Regions from separate parts of the Gossypium hirsutum genome. Here region 2 is linked to region 1. A link is a contact called in public Hi-C data. All regions are on one chromosome and are shown on one strand. Each heading gives the region's core, a stretch centred on a gene start, on an enhancer-like site or on the middle of the called end of the contact. The rest is flanking DNA. Distances are from core to core; before and after follow the strand shown. Region 1 has its middle 24 kb from the start of LOC121209679. Region 2 holds the start of LOC121209683 (probable galacturonosyltransferase-like 1).

Region 1 (5,798 bases), core at 1,004-3,503:
AATTAAACTCAGGTATTAAATTGAACATTAAAACTAAATATAAGTACCCCTTTCAAATATACCAAAATAAAGTCTATAACTAAATACCTAAGAATAATAAAATGAGACAAGTAATGGGAGAACTTTGTTTAAGTTATTATATAATGTAATGATATCCTAATTGCTTGTTTGTACAACAAATGAACCTTCAAATCTTACCTAATGATGTTTATGTCTCAACCAACCGGTTGTCCAAATCATGTATCTTGGGACATTAGATACATTTTAACATAATAATATGATGTTTATTTTTTGTCTTTTATAATTAAGTCCCCTCTTACCTTTTGTCATGACTTTCAGACCCACAAACCAAACATTAGATACATTTTTTTTAGTGATTCAATCTCAAATTTAGTTGGTAGATGAAGCTTATGAAATGAAACCTAAACTCTTATTTTTATCTTTTTTTAAAAAAAATTATTTTAATGAGAGTACTATGAGAAAATGAATAGAAAAATAATATATCGAAAATGGTAAATTATATTTTGTTTACTTTAGGTTACATTTTAATCACTTATGTTTGAAATATTATATTTTTGTCACTTACGTTATCGCGTTGTAACATTTAGTCATTGAGCTATTAATTGTCATTAACGGTGTAACGGTAAGCTGATGTGGCACGTTAAATCATCATTTAAAAAAAATAGATTAATTTATACAATTAATCCCCATATTTTTTCATTTTGAGCAATTTAATTTTTTCTTTTATTTTTTAACTTTTCTTTTTTTTCTTTATTTTTCATTCTCTTCTGCTTCTCCCTTTGTTTTCCCCCTTCTTCATTTCTTTTAACATAATTTTTCTATATTTTTCATTTGTTAAAATTAGTCCCTATACTTTTATTTTTTGAACAATTTAATTTTTTCGAGTGAGGTGAGCTTGTGGACTAGTTTTAACAAATGAAAAACATAGAAAAACTATGCTAAAAGAAATGAACAAGGGAGGAAAACTGAGGGAGAAGCAGAAGAAAATGAAAAATAAAATAAATTTAAAAGGACATAAAAGAAAAATTAAATTTCTCAAAATGTAAAATTATAGGGATCAATTATAGAATTTAATCTAAAATTTTAATTTGAAATGATGATTTAACATATCACATCAGCTTACCATTACACCATTAACGACAATTAACGGCTCAATGACTAAAATGTTACAACACAATAATGTAAGTGACTAAGACGTAATATTTCACACAAAAGTAATTAAAATATAACATGAGACAAACAAAAATTACTATTTTAACCCTATGTTATGTATTTCGAAGTCGCCAATCTTGTCACACTATATTGATTGTTTATGTTGTGAATTTTTTTGGTATACTTTGGCCACACCATAATCATATAATGTTAGAATATATTTTATATCATCTTTTTGTATTATAAAAATTTTATTATCTATTACTTTGATTGGAAAGAAAAAAAAACTGGGTATTACTCACACATGTATGTGGGCTAAGTTTTAGCTTAAAAATGATACAAATTATAGATACAAGAGCCTGTTTTTATGCTATGTCTTAATCATATATATATATATATAAAACTCGAGTATTTATATTTCTTTTCTAATAGTTTAATATTATATCAATATTTTCATCCTGAGTTATAAAATTTTGAAGAGTTAAAATATAATTTTATCATTACATTAATTTACAATTTACAATTCTTAGCAACAGTTTAACCTAATTTATCATTTTGGGGTAACCCCCTTGCCTTCTTCAATGCTCTCATATGTGAATATATATATATAATAGAAAAATAAGAGTATGAAACTGCATTCTTTGAAAAGGACTAAGATTAGATAAGAACAAAAGCAATTAATATGAGACTTAATTATGGTCCCAAATTTTGGTACTACAAGCTAGAGTATATGTTTGTACATAACTTGAGATATCATATAGAAAGGCAATCAAGGTATCATTTTTTTTTACTTTTCTTTTTTTTAGCATGGGATCATTAATCAAGAATATGTATAATTGAAATAAATAATGAAAATTATTTAAATGAAAATGTTTGAATAAGAAAAATATTAGTGATGAGTCCTTTGGATTTTGAATACCTTCAGGGAGCATTGGCCCCATATAAGAAAACGACCCAAAATGGGAGCTCTCTTGATAATATATATGAAGAATGTATACCTCTAAGGGTGGTGGTCCTAAATTGGCATAAGGCCGGCAAAGGGTGGCCGCAGCCACATGGGAGTGGTGGTCCACACCGATATCAATGGTGTTCGAAACGTGACATGTGTCATAAAATGCGAGGTGACAGGCTGTTTGCCAAGAGGCATGGGGATAGTGATTTTTCCTCCTCCATTATGAAATGAGAAAACGAGGGTGAAGTTGAATAAATCATACCATACATAAAAAGGGTTAATTTCACGAAACCTCCACAACCTATTATTCAAATTTTAAATTGATCACTAAACTTTAAATCATTCTAATTGAGTCATCAAAATATCAGTAATATATCAATCAAGTCTCTCTATTAGTCTAACTGTCAATTTGAATCTTATTGGAGTATATTTCGAATATGTGAGCCAATTTGAATATATATATATACACGAGGCATTGGCAACTTTGATCTAGCATGTTATTTCTATTTTTTTTTCTTTGACATGTTAAATCTAAGCTATTCTTAGAATTGAAACACAAATGTTTACAATTTGATCCATACATTTTAAATACATTCCAAATTATATTTGAGTTGATATTTACCATCTAAGCCAACCATATATGGCTTTACGGTAAAGTTGAGATAGTTATAATTATAAGGGTTAATATACTATTTGATACTTAAATTTGATTTTAATGTTTGATTTAGTTCCTAAATTAAATTGGGTCATATGATCCAATAAATGCTTGACACATAAAGATGGTGTGAGAAGGGGTGGAGTGATTTGCAGCCTTTGAAGGTGGGAACCTAAAGTTTTTAGTCTAAGGCTAAAGACTAGAAGAGCTCTTTTTGTGCTTTTTGGATGGACTTATTGTATGTGTTGGATTTGATGCACACACAACTTGCATAATAGCTCCACTTTTAACAGTCAATTTCTCATATATTTTCTTTTTATTTTTGGATTGGTGAGGAAATGGAGAACTAAAGATTGGCCTTTTGCTTTGGTTTGGGATATTGAAAATAACTTTTTTGTATTTCATATCCCACATTTGCCAACACTTGTAAATTTAATCAAAACACATAATTTTTTTAAGGAAAAAATAGGATTAAGATATTGGATTTGAGTTTGATGACATGTAGAGATAATTAAATTAAATAATTGAGCTAACCCATTTTTGGTATATGATCTTTACACTTTTTTGGGTAGATATGATGTTTACACTTTTTTTTAAAAACTTAATTTAACTAATCAAGGACCTCCTAATCATTGGTATAGAAATTGAGCATCTTATTAAAGGTAAAGAATTATGGATTAATTAATAGAAGTGGATATATGGTAATAAAATTTATTTTTTTTAGAGTTTATAAGTATAAATATAATATAATTATAGATAAATGTCTGAGCAATTATAAAAAAAATCAAACCAATACAAAGGATAAAAGGATGTGAATTTGAAATATAATTGCACAAAACCCACCATGGCAATTATGTATGGTAAGATTAGAGACCCCACATGAAAATTGTGCACAATGAAATTGAAACCTATCAAGTATAGTTGTTTATGGGCCAAGCCATCCACACAAACCCGAAGACAAAATTGTATGCTAATTCATTATTTTTTAAATTTGTTATTTTCATAAAAAAAATTGTCAAAGTTAAATATGGACTAGTCAATCAAGCTTAGATTTTTATATTTATATTTGGATTTGACTTGGGTAAAAAAATTAAACTCATATTCGAGCCAAGTTTAGACAAAGAAAATGAATATAGACATATAAATGAGTTTAGTTCGAACTCAATCCAACCCGACCTATAAACATTTTACTATGAGGGCTTAATTAAGTTTTAACAATACCAACAATTTATCTCTCTCAAAATAGAGAATACTATGGGACCAAAAACTTGAAATATTGTTGTTGTTCTAAACAAACATAATATTCTATGATCCCTTCTATATATATAATTAAAAAGTTTAACATAATCAAAATTTAATTTGATTGGTTCATGCAATTTAAAAATGTTATTCATCACATTTAAAGATCAAAACTTGAATCTACAATTCTTTTTTAGATCCCATAGCTTTAAACCCTTAAAAACAAACATAAAAAAATTTAAAAATTTATTTTAATAACAAGTTTTAATATTTTTTTAATATAATACCTAAAGTTACCCATAACACCTCCCCATCTTTAAATAGAAAAATAAATGCACTTTAACATGCTCAAACTCATATCTTCTTACATTGACAACACTGCTGACGCCAATTGAACTAAGATTCAATCAACATCAATTTATACAATGTAAACCCTTAAACATTACTTTCATTGTAAACATTACTTGCTAAACTATATTGGCAACTTCATTATAATCCCCAACTCCAAACTCAAAGAGCATTGAACCCAACGGTTAGGGTTTTACAAATCAACTATTTGGGCCAAATTATGGCCAGACCCATAATTTAAATAGAGCCCATATTAATTCAAGCCCGGCCCAAAATCCATTGAACCCTTAATTTTTGACCCTATTTGGATCACCATAGCTATTTTAACTGATATAAAGAAAGAAATATTTTTGTGTTCATTATAGCACAATAGCTCACAAAAACTCCAACAACTATATAAATCTATGCTCTGTTGGAGCTTCCACTTGGGAATATTGTTGTAAGCGAGGGCGGCCATGGTGGTGGCGGTGGAGGTGGCACGGTGATTTTCGATAGTGGATCCCGATGTCAACACCAAAAATTTCACTAATACCCGACACAATCGGATAGCTCAACAGATAGTTAACTCCTACATCGGTTTTGGTTCCTGGTGAGACAATCACATCGAATAGGAATTGTAATCGTCGATCCAATCATCAAATCATCCAACCAAATACCAGGCTGTTGGTTCTGGAATAGCTTTGTAACAAGCGACAACATAAAAAGAGGGTGAAAAGAGAGACCGGAGTGAAAAGAATCCATTGGGTATGTTGGATTACTAGAATGTTCTTTTTAATGCCAAAATAAATGGAAATTAAAGAATAGTTTTGTTAATGCTATGATAACGTACAATTTTGAATCAGATGATGTTATATTGTTAAAAATAAAGTTTCATTGCCAAGGTTGAAAGCTGTCTTTAGGCACTTAAGTTTCATTGCCAAGGAATGTCAAAGTTGACTTTTAATTTTTATGGATAATATGCTAAATGACAGCATGTGTTTCAAACAAAGTGATGAAGAGAAATCTTTTTTGTGTTGTGATAATAGCTGCTGGGTGGGATCAAATGAGAGTTCTTCAAGTTGCCATGGACAACAATTAATCAAATCAGACTAATTAATAAACTAATCCAATTTAATTAAAATAAATTTGAAATTCGAAGTTGAGAATTCAAAATTTCCTTACTCCCAATCTTACTTACTATTAAACTCACATTTTAGAGTTTTTAATTGACATCTCAAATTATTAATATCATATTAATTAAGTTTTTTAATTAGTTAAACTATTAATTTAAGGGTTAAATGTTAATTAAAATAAACTTTGAAGCGTATTTAAAATTCTTGGATCAATTTTTAATTGTGTTTATACTTATTGTTATGGCCCAATTTAGCCCGGGGCCCATAAATAAAAAACCAAAATAAACAGTCCATTTTGTTTACAAATTCAAAGCCAAAT
Region 2 (5,798 bases), core at 2,013-4,512, 46 kb after region 1:
AAAAGACAAATTTTACATGTTTAGTGCCCTTTCTAACTAAGCCCCATGTGACTAAAGGCAAAAAACAAAAAGGAGTTGCAAGGCTTTGATATATGTTGTCGGGACACCATAAATTTTGCTAAAAATATCAACTTAATTTGTGGTTGTTAGTAGAGAATTGGGTAATATGGGAAAGTTGAATGTAGGGTAGTTTGATTTTATTTTATTTTTTTAAAGAAATTTTTGAAGAATAGTATATTGGGAATGAATCAGTTTTATTTGTAATTGGAGTTTTATTTTTCGATTTTTTGGAGAACTTGAGTGCTTAAGGCAATAGCATATTTTGCTCATTGTTGTTGTTTATGGGGCATAGGTCAAATCCTATCAAGCACGAATGCTCATATCATTTTGATAGGTGATTGTGCACCACAGATGATTCGATCTAATGAAACACTCCTGTTTTATTGAACATGCCACCTCTTCAAATAGCCTCAGGCATTTGGGCTCTCCCAAAGTTAGGAGACAAAACCCCAATCGAAGACAATACCAATTTAATGAGGAGTTCGTTGGCTCACAATAGACGCCACTTTGAAAACTTCTCTAGAAAAAGTCGGTCTTCCCTCAATATACTTATACGTACCAATGTCTTATATTCAAATTTTTATGTATAAACCACAAGTGTCCTCATCCATTTTAGTATAGTCTTATTTGAGCCGAAGGTGATAGTCAGGTAAAACTCTCTCTACAATGTAAAATAAGATACAACATAGTTTAATGTTTTGCTATGGCTAGACAAGGCACCAAATGAAAGGAAGAGAAAGAAAAAAAAATAAAGCTAAAGATAGAGTAGTAGTAGTAGTAGAAAATATATGTATATGGGAGGCATCTACCTACATTAGTATAAAACTAATTGTATAGTTAATACCTTAATGATTCAACCACTGAATTTATCAATATAATTGAATTTGTCATCGATGTAAAATTTTAAATCATTCGATATTTCTATCATATCAATCTAAAATATTGCATATATTAATATTTATTGAATAGTTGATTTTTTTTTACATTAACAAATAATTAATTATTTTAACTTTATATTAAATTTGGCATACATGATTTATATGAACGGATTATGAAATATAACAATTGAATAGTTAAATATTAATTATATAAAAATATATAAAATTATTTTAATTTTAGACCAATGTAAATGAATCCCGATGAATAGTAGTAAAATGTATATTGCTATTCCCATGATAAAGCTTTCATTACATTAAAGTACAATGTTGATCGCATAATAGGGTATATAGACAAAACTAGGAAAACAAACAACTCAAGCTTGTCTTAAATGGTGGAGTAAAATAAGGTGAATTTCAATTCAGACCAGACATTGCTAGGCTCCAACAACACCATTATAGGTTTTCTAATTTTCACAATCAATGTCCTTGATTTTTGCAAATTATTACCATTTAAAAAGATGAAATATTGATGCAATAATATCAATTACTTCAACATGCCAAAAAACCAAGAACAAATCAACATTAAAAGCTTCCTACAAGAAAAAGAAAACATTAAATGATTGATTTGAAAATCAACAGCATTTTATATGGACGGTGAATTAGCAAAAATTAATAGCTCAACTCCTCGATCTTTGAAAAGTAGGGGACAAAATCACAATTAAACCAACAAAAAGAATTCAATTTATATGCAACAAATTAATTGGATTAGCTTCTTAGTTTTCGTAAAGTAAAAGACAAACCAAAGTAAAGTAGAGGGACTAAATCATAATTAAACCAAACTACCAAAAAAGCTTTTGATCTTTAATTTCTGTAGTAGGCATAACATGTATTATATACTGTCCTCAACAATACATAGATAAAGAAAAGAAGCAAAGATTGTACTAAGATTGTTAATGTTCACTGCTATAGAATCTATGAACATATATCTCCAAGAAAATTTATCTTAAAATTTTCCACTCAGATCCATTTTTTTTTCTCTATAAGTTCCATGGCATCATTGAAAGAAAAAATCTCAGCCCAGAAAAAGAAAATTATTGTTGAAAAAAACATATACTAATCATAATTTTTTAAGGTTCTAAAGCAAAGGGTGTTTGTAGCAGATCATAAGGAGCCCATAAAGCATCTAAAGGACATGGTCGATTAGCATCAAGTCTCACCCATGGCTTCCCTTTACCACTCCAGTGTAATAAACTAACCCGACCCGGATGTAAATTTCTGCATAATCCTCTATAATTGTCACCTCCAAGCCCGTGTTGGTTCCATCTATGATCAACAGGTGCTATGGTGCCTGCAAAGACGAGTAAAAATGGTGGCAATGAACCTAACTCGTAGATCCTTATTCTTTTTTGAAGCTCCATCCATTCGATGATTTTGGTGGTGTAATCACCCTCACGCCATTTTTGTAAGTCTATGACCATTACACCGGTGTTGAAGTAACAAGGTTTCCGGCCGGCGAAGGTTAGGGAAAGTGTGGGGTTGGACCAGAAGGTTGGGGTGAAGTATGAAGTGAAGTTGGCGTTGCAATATTCCGGGGCGGCGAGAACGGTGTTTTCGTCCAGTGGGGTGGCGGCGAGTTTGGCTATGTCGTCGACTAGGACGAGGTCGGAGTCTAGGTAAACGATGCGGTGTATGCAATGAGGGAGGAGGTCGGCGAGGTAGTTCCGGGCGTAGTTGAGTGGGGAGTCGAGTGCTGACCGGATGGATGTTGAGATAAGGCCGGACACGACGGAGGAGTCGTATGGGTAGATTTGGAACTTAAGGGAAGGGAAAGAGTGGGTGATTGTAAGGCGGAGGTGACGGTGGTCGGCGGTGGAGGTGGAGACGAAGTGGAAAAGGATGTTTTGAGGGCAAGAAGAGTGTTGCAGGATGGAAAAAATAGCTGTCATTGAACCACGCGAATAGGCGGCATCGAGGGTCATTGCTACATGAACAGCTTCATGGGAACACATTTCATTGGTGGTGCCATTAATGGAAGGACAAGTGGGTGCGTTATAAAATTGTGGAGCTTCTTTGAACTTTTGGTCATTATTAGTGGTGGTTGAAGCCAAGGAAGGGGCGGCATTTACGGCGGAGATGAGGAGGAAAAGGAGGAAGAGGTGGTGACGGTGGTGGTGGTGTCGGTGGAGTTTATTTGGTGGGATTACTAATGCAAATTTGGACATCTTTTGTTGGTGGGAGTTTAGATTTTTGGTTTTCTAAGCTTTTAATATAGGGGAAAAGGGAACACATCAATGATTTCTAATTTCTTTTGTGTTTTCAACTTTGAACCCAAAATAAAAAAAACCCCACGTTTGGGTTTAAAATTAAAAAAAACAGGTACTTCTAGGGACCAATGGTCAAGCTATTTTCGGGTGTGGACACTGAGAATTAATTACTGTAATGATAAAATTAAAAAAAAATGGATGATGAATATGTATAGATATGTTAAAAATATTAAATTAAAAATATTAGAAATATGTAAAATTGTAATTTTATAAATAATAATATTTTTATTTTTGTTCTTTTATTATCGATTAATTTAAGCGTATTGATAATTTCATTTTATGTATTTTAATGATATTCAACATACAATTATGGAAATCCAAAAATTATGGGTTTGATATTCGTTTTTTTTTTTCCCACTCAGTTGATACAAATTTATTAATAAGAGAAAGACATTGATAAAAAAATAAAAAAGATTATAAACACTTTCTAACTAGTTGAAAGACAGAATTCAGTCATCACCCTTTAACACAACATAAGAGTGAAACAGGATAGAAAAACACTCATCACCAAGCAAAAATCATTTTAAATAACGCAAGTCTCTTCACCCCTGCATTAGCAAGAGCATTAATCATTTCATTACCATGCCTATAAACAAATACGAAGTGTCGAACAAGTTGATAAATCAAATCATTCAATAGTTTTTTATTTCTATCGCGTAAGTTAAGAATTGACTAATTATTAAATCTTGGGCGAAAATTTCTTTTGATAGCCTTTTTTATTATTATAATTACAACAGTGTCAATTCACCTAAGATTTGATCCAAAATTTCAATATTTATTTTTTTTCTCTTTTTCTAACATGATCCATATCTTCCGTAGAACATTTAATGCAAGGGGCGTTGGTGTAAACGTGAATTGAAGGGTGACATTGACAAAATGAAAGTTGCCACATGGCTTCGACGAGTGGGACCATGAAGTGCCACGTAAGCTAGACATCAATAAGGAAGAAAAGTTGGGTCCCATTGGTGGAAAGTTTATTGTCCTAATAAAAGAGATAGAGACATGGAAAACAAGAAAATGGTGGGAGCTGCATCTTTAACTACACATTCGGTAAAATATGCCATAAACCCCTCTAATTTTATCAAATTTAAAATTTAATCCTCACAATTAAAAAAAGTTGTCAAAGTAATTACTTTTACTCTTCTTTTTTTCGATGTTAAAATTTTAGTCCAATTAATCAGTGGCAGTGTTAGTATTTTTTATAAACATTTTCTTATTATCAAGTATGTTTACTGAATTTATAATAATTTACTTTCGACGATAAATTTTGAGAAAAATCATAATTGCATCAATGATTGGATTAATATTTTTAAATTGAACTCTTGAATTTTGATTATTCCACAGGCTCTTCATGGATATGGATCAAAATCGAATAATCAAAATTTTAATCCATTTTAATTTAATTTAAATTTCATTTGGGTTGGTATGAAATTCATCAATTAAATCATAATTTGATCTGAGCTGGATGAATATAAATTACAAATCTAAACTTGACATAATTCAAGCCATAATTCACTCTCTTGTCAATATGTTTAATTATAGTATAAAATTAATAAGTATTACTTTCATAATCATTTAGTCAAAACCATTGCTTTAATTAAAAAATATCTTTTTTTTAGACTCTCTACTATTCAGTAATCACATTTTTTTCTTAATTAAATCTCGAAACAAGCTGAATTTAACCCGAAGGCAAAACTTTTTCAGAACTATTTTCTATATTCACAATACTTAAACCCGAAATCTTATTTATAGAATATCAAACTTTTTATCACTTGATCTTACAGGCATCAGTGAAAATAACTAAATTTATGGATTAGTTAATTACAATCAAATTATATATCATCTTATATCTCAAAGAGTGGACTACACATGTTAAAAATGGGCACTTTAATATCATTATGATTTTAATTTCTCTTACAACATGCACGTTTTTTACTAGAATAAATCATTATCACATACACATCACAAATGGATAATTCGTGTAACTAGAATCCATGACATAAGTTGTGTGATGAACATCCAAGATCAATGCATATGTTTACTTGCATAATTAATATGTTTTGCTCTTTCCAATATATATATTTGTGCGTGTGTGTCATGGATTACTTAAGGGATTTTTTAAAAAGTACTATTTTAAGTCTATTTTATGGTTCATGTTTGAGGTTTAAGATTATTTTTTCATATGCAACTTTTTGAATATTCATCAAGTTTAAGAATTTTTTTTCTTTATCTTAAATTACAATTTTTTATATAAAAATAATAAAAAACGAATTATGAAAAAATAAATAGAGAAAACCATATTCAACCATATCATTGAATAACATGCACATAGAGAGACACATCACATGGTTCTCCAAGAAGTGATGTATGCTTACTAACTAAAATGATGGAGAAATGAAAGTATCCCTCTCTTTCCATTATTAGAGTTTGATTCAAGCAAAAATATGTTTAAACCAGAGGCATAAATGCATGTGCCACACATGCCAAAAACTCCCCACACACACACCCTTTACCCTTTCAATTATAATACTTTTAT

Evidence for each region. A called contact is a pair of places that touch in the nucleus more often than the background predicts.
Region 2: a contact with region 1 is called in a Hi-C map of leaf, with 3 times the contacts expected there. The contact joins the promoter of LOC121209683 here to the enhancer-like site in region 1. A contact is called at or near these places in 4 of 34 Hi-C or Micro-C datasets (callus, cotyledon and leaf).

What each region holds. Positions count from the first base shown.
Region 1 is chrA02:106,682,293-106,688,090 of Gossypium_hirsutum_v2.1, forward strand. No RefSeq gene overlaps it. Among protein-coding and RNA genes, the nearest start is that of LOC121209679, 24 kb to the right of the region's middle. Within about 2 kb of position 2,254, at least 2 of the 9 cell types and tissues checked have an H3K27ac peak or open chromatin away from gene starts, as enhancers often do. A contact at or near this core is called in leaf, where this site is marked.
Region 2 is chrA02:106,727,086-106,732,883 of Gossypium_hirsutum_v2.1, forward strand. It overlaps LOC121209683 (probable galacturonosyltransferase-like 1), which reads right to left and starts at 3,263. Exons shown (of 1, transcript XM_041080774.1): 1 at 1,779-3,263. The coding sequence starts at 3,160. The coding sequence ends at 2,066.